Regions from separate parts of the Drosophila melanogaster genome. Here region 2 is linked to region 1. Evidence: chromatin contacts called from public Hi-C data. All regions are on one chromosome and are shown on one strand. The core of a region is the stretch at or near the end of the contact, and the rest is flanking DNA. Distances in the headings are between cores, read along the strand shown. Region 1 holds the start of lncRNA:CR45972 (long non-coding RNA:CR45972). Region 2 holds the start of lncRNA:CR45962 (long non-coding RNA:CR45962).

Region 1 (2,784 bases), core at 150-2,649:
GGGGGGTTAGGGGAGGTCTGCCCTTAAGGGCTGCATTTATGACACTCCATTTGTCAAGCGAATGAACGACGGCTGGGCTGGATGAGACGAAGCGAACCAAACGGAATGGGTGGAAGTGAAATGAAATGAAAGTGTGTGAAACCGAGAGCCGGAATTGAGGGATTGGCATCGAGATGTGTGTCCTGGGTGTCCTAGGATGCTCCGGCTCCTTTCCCGGTTCGCCTGACTCTGCGAATTCAATTGCGCTTCGCAATACAATCCCCAATCCCCAATACCAATCTCCAATCCTGAAACCCTGACAGCATCCATCCCCTCATTCCCACCAGCCTCGCTTCGTCTTTCCCAACTGACAGAAGTGTGTTTTGTTTGAAAAATTTTGAATTTCGCCGCTGACTTGGAATCGCCTGACATTGACGTTTATTAAGCGTTTTTGACACTTTCCGTGCCACCAGAGAGTTATCTCAGAAAAATGAACTTGCACTCGTCCCTCAATGAAAGTGCCCCTGCCCTTCGGCTCACCACTTAACCACTCAATGTCAGTCGCATATTGGGGATTGCCGGCGACATTCGTATTATACGCCTCGGAACATTTTCGGCTATTTAATATTTGTGCAAAAATTTTATTTTAATGAGCAAATGGTGTCTCGCCTCCCGTATATTTTCCAAGCACACACACACACATGTGCACCCTTTGTGGCAGCTGCTTCTTTTTTGGGATTCTTTTTTGTTTGTGACTTGGTTTGATAAGCTGTCAACCCTGAGGGTCGATTTTAAAGGGCGAATTTGATGAATATATACCATAGGGACGACGGGAATTTCACTTTAATAAATTTACATTGAACGAAAGAGTGGCCCTTTAAATTCAAAACAACTAAGATTTGAGATAGAAATCTCGCGTAAATTCCCGCCATTTTCATTTGACCAACAGCTCACGTATTTTATGGCCTCCTTTTTTTGAGAAAACAAAATGGCTCATTTCCGAAAAAAATGTACAGGAAAATCCTTTTTCTAATTACTGGTCCACTTGCGTTCTCCCTTTTCTGTCCAGTTTAGCCGGCCCGTCCCTTCCGTTTCGTCTATTATTAAGGCCATAAATCCATGATCGCTTTGATATGAGCCTCGTCCCCTCCGTTTTTATTTCGCTCCACAGCAAATGCCCTCAAAAACGTGCCGGGATGCCTGGAGCCCTTCGGCTTGTTTCCAATTCGAGAGGGAAACGGGCGAGGTCGGGGTAACGAAGATAAAAAATGTAAATATCATTGTTTGCGTCATAGTCCAGGGGAGCTGTTCCGCCGGTGGGGGTTGGGGCAGTAATGGGTGGTGGGTGCCCGGCAGCCAAGCGGCGAATGCTGAAAAAAGGTTAACAACGACATTGGCATTGTTTTCACTGCCGGGGAGCAACTCGGAAAACACGTTTTTTATATCCTCTCCCCGTTTCTCTGATTTTTGACAAGTTTGCAAAAGGTTTTCCCCTGCGGACCCCAGGGAATGAACACCTTATCACCAACTTATTGCATCCGCCGGCAACAATTTCGAGTGTCTCGGCCTGGTTTGTGTGCGTGTATACAGAACTGTAGGGATGTGTGTGTGGCTGTGTGAGGAATGGAAAACGCTTTCCCCGGTGTCCCACACACACACCGAGATGCCAAGGGTTTCTCCAAACACTTTGTGCTGTTGGTTCTTGTGCCTGGCGGCGGATACGTAAAACGTTTTAATTACATTTGTATGTTAAAACTTCAATTGACGCAGGCATCGCCGGGCGCCCAAAGCCAACTCTGCCCCTTCGAACCCTGGATAACACTGGAAAACCCTAGGATAACCCAACACCCCAACCCTCCGGAATTCGCTCTGCCGCTCAAACATTTCGTTGCCTCAAACGCTTTTGAACTTTAAACCGGGCTCGGAGGGGGTATAAAGTGTTTATGTGGGTGTGTCTGAGTGGCGATTAGGATATAACTAGATTCCACTTGCAGGAGAGTTTTCTGATGAAGTTAAATGGCAATTTAGACATTTGAAATTTACCTTGTAGCTGTTGGACTGTGCGATTGTGCGTCTCCACGAATGTAAACAAACAAAATTAATGTCAAAAGTCAAATTAATTGTATACGTAATTGACAAATTTGCGATTCGTAGAATATTGAATAAAGTTTCCCATTAAAATGCAAAGGGTTTAAATTCACTGATTAAAATGAAGTTCGTATTACTTATTTACTTATGTGTTTTTATTGTATTTCATACGTTTTCTGCTAAGACTATTCTTAACGTCGATGAATATTAATTATTCATCACAAAAGTAAAAACAAAACGTAAGCCAAATTTAGATTTCCCGACAACGCAACCAAATCCCTTTTGTACAGGAGACTCACGTCAGTGAATAGATTTTCTGTTCGCTCAGGGCTTCCTATTTATTTTGTCTAAACCCCAATTTAATTTAACTAAACTGTCAAATCAAAAGCTCAGGCCTAGCACAAACACCCTAAAAGCACCAAGATGGGGAGCTAACCAGGCGGCCAAAGTCAAAGTGGGAATGGGGAGACCTCAGTCGGGTCCTTAGCCGTAGGATCCTCGGTCCCTCGAGGAGGGAAAGCCAAGGAAAGCTTAGAGCAGATGTGGAAGCGGAAATGGAAGTAAAGGGAAGGCTGTCAACCTAAGCGGCTAACACTTGTGTGTGTCAATTTTATTTGATGAAAACACAAACACAAGCGGAGAGCAGATAAGGCGAGATAGGGGAAGCTGGCTTGTTGCTATTTGTAGAGAGTCCTGATTGCTGTTGCAGGCCAGGCC
Region 2 (2,784 bases), core at 82-2,581, 210 kb before region 1:
CAGGAGGTTCAGATACCTTGAAATACAAATTCCATTGTTTTTAAAAATGTAGTTTTTAATATTTTTGTGTAACCTGCAATTTATTCAATGCAAGCTGAAAGTTAAAAGTTTTCGGAGGTTTTGGAAAACCTAGATATTTTAGGGCAATATATAAAGAGAATATATAATATATATATAATAATAAATAATATATATTATATAATATATAATATATATAATAAAGAATAAACTAAGCTATCTTTTAAAGTTTGTACCTAATAACTTAAATACCTCCACATTTACATTGATATTTTATGGTATATGGTATATGGTATACGTATACGCACTTTTATGTAAACCGGTTAACAGTTTTGTAATAAAATTAACAGTGTCGGTGTTAGCCGCCGGTGAAGCTGTTATTACAGCGCTGTTGGCCGCCTCAGATAATCTTAACGAAACTGGCGTGCAGCACGATAGATTCGAATCCGCTGTACATCCATTTCCCCTTAGCCAAACGAAACGCACTTTTTAACCTTCAAACCAGAGATTCGATGAGTGCTCTCATTTGAGTGCTGCATACTCTTCTGGTTATAAAAAGGCTAAACATACCATTGAGAACAAATATTGATGGTAACTTAACAGAAGCACAAGAGTATTAAAAGTATATTATTATATTTCCTTGCATATCTTTTTCTATAACGCTGTCATAGACTGGAAATCTATATGATTCGGAGTGATTCTTTTGCAATTAAATTAACCTAAACTACATAAGTAGCACCTATTATTCTAGCAAAATAGCTATATTTCCAGCTAAGGCCAGACTATCAGCAAATTAGCTAAATGGACAACGCTGGTGCGCGACCGCTCTCTCTCTCACAAATCATGCGCAGTATCAGAATAAATGAGAGAGCGACGCATTTTAACTGAAAAAGAGAGAATATGAAGCATATTGTTTTTCTCTCATATTTGCAGCGACTTGCGCTCTCTAGCTCTCTCTCTCTCTCCCACAGACTCGGTTCGTCGTTCGTTTTGAGCTCATTCGTCTTTTGAAATTCGCCTCGCACGGTCGGAATTGTCGTCGCGGAAAATGTGGATATACGAAAAGTAGCGAAAACAGCGCGTTGCTTCAGTCGAAAAATATAGAAAATCGTCGGGAATCAGGCAGCGAATGATACCTGCGTCTAACGAATTCTGACATAGTTTTACGATCGTCGCGCAAACAAACACACCGCGTCAATTCAAAAACACCGTTTTTCCCGTCGCGTTCCTGTGCTCCCCATCGTGTGTGTCCCGTGTTTTCAGTGTACGACTACTGAAAAGGCCCAAGAAATATTATTGCGGCCTCGGCGGCAGATTGTGATTGAGCTGGGACCAGCAGCCCGCCCGCAGATTAACCGTCTGGAAATGGCCCAGTAGAAATGTTTTTGAGTGCAGTGCGTCCAGTGCCATCCGCAGCCGCATCCGCATCAGCAAGTGCATGAATAATCGCGAGTAGCCAAACGCATACCAAGTCTCTTCTTCCTGCTCCCGTGCGGAGTCCTCCTCCTCTTCTTCTTCTCCTGTCCGGCTGTCTGGCCAAAAGCCCCCAAGCCGCCAAGATTAAGTTCTCAAAGCAGCACGCCCATCACGCGTACCGCCACACGGACAACATCTACGACGGCGGCACGGACACGGACGACGACGAATGTCCGCTGGAGGCGACCGCCATGAATCCCTACGAGTATGAGTCGACTCTAGACTGCCGCGACGTGGGCGGCGGCCCCACTCCGGCTCACGCCCACCCACACGCCCAAGGACGTACGCTCCCCATGAGCGGCCACGGGCGGCCGACGACGGACCTCGGTCCGGTCCACGGCAGCCAGACGCTCCAGCACCAAAACCAACAGAACCTGCAGGCCGCCCAAGCCGCCGCCCAGTCGTCCCACTACGACTACGAGTACCAGCACTTGGCCCACCGTCCGCCGGACACGGCCAACAACACAGCGCAGCGGACACACGGAAGACAAGGTGAGTGAGTATGCCGACCCCAGTGGGCAGTGTGGTCAGTGGAATCAAACCGAAAGCTACAACTCCGGAATTTAGTGGCCCAAATAGAGCGTCTGGAAGTGATTTAAAAAAGTTTAGGATGTGCGGAAATACTTTACAATGCATAAATTGGATTAAATGAATTTGTAACTTAAATTATGTTTGGAAATCAGTGAAAAATATAAAAGCGTTTCTGATAAGAGTACCATGCTGCTTAAACATACTGAGATCCGTTTTCCATCGCTTTCGTATACATCACCGAATTCTTTGACAGACGTGCCTAAATCAAATGAGCTAATTGATATCAATATTTTAAGAAAATGGAGAACATTTGGTTATTAGCTACGTACGTTGAGAGAGGATAGACTGGTTCTAAAACCATTCATTGCTACTTGGCATTTGTGTATTTTTAGTATTAGTCAAAAAGTTAAAAGCAAATTATGTATGTGCAAAAGGATTCCAATGTTTCTCAAACGCAATTCAAGTGAGCTACCGTGTCATCTGCTAGTTACAGAAATTATTCCTTTTTTCGGTGACAAAATCGTGCGGGTTGCGAATTCCAGCAAGTTGCGACAAGTTTGAACAAATTACGCCCCTTATCGGCGAATGCGGCCAAACATTTTGCCTAAATTAAACAAATTAAGGCGGCAGTCCCAATGGGAGTGGGATTTGGACTTCGCCTGACATTGAGCCCGCTCTTGTTTCGCATTTCATAATTTCCCTTTTTCCGACTGAGCGCGTTTTTTCACGATTTGTCTGATTAATAAAGCGAGAGCCACA

What was found. Hi-C and Micro-C count contacts between places; a contact is called where the count stands out from the background.
Region 2: a contact with region 1 is called in a Hi-C map of the Kc167 cell line, with 1.5 times the contacts expected there. A contact is called at or near these places in 2 of 107 Hi-C or Micro-C datasets (both in the Kc167 cell line).

Annotation. Positions count from the first base shown.
Region 1 is chr3L:22,196,398-22,199,181 of dm6, reverse strand. lncRNA:CR45972 (long non-coding RNA:CR45972) reads right to left here and starts at 1,399. Exons shown (of 1, transcript NR_133302.1): 1 at 941-1,399. All of the region lies in intron 2 of olf413 (olf413,), which reads right to left.
Region 2 is chr3L:22,406,094-22,408,877 of dm6, reverse strand. lncRNA:CR45962 (long non-coding RNA:CR45962) reads left to right here and starts at 1,331. Exons shown (of 2, transcript NR_133305.1): 1 at 1,331-1,986. Ten-m (Tenascin major) reads left to right here and starts at 1,015. Exons shown (of 9, transcript NM_079491.3): 1 at 1,015-1,986. The coding sequence starts at 1,686.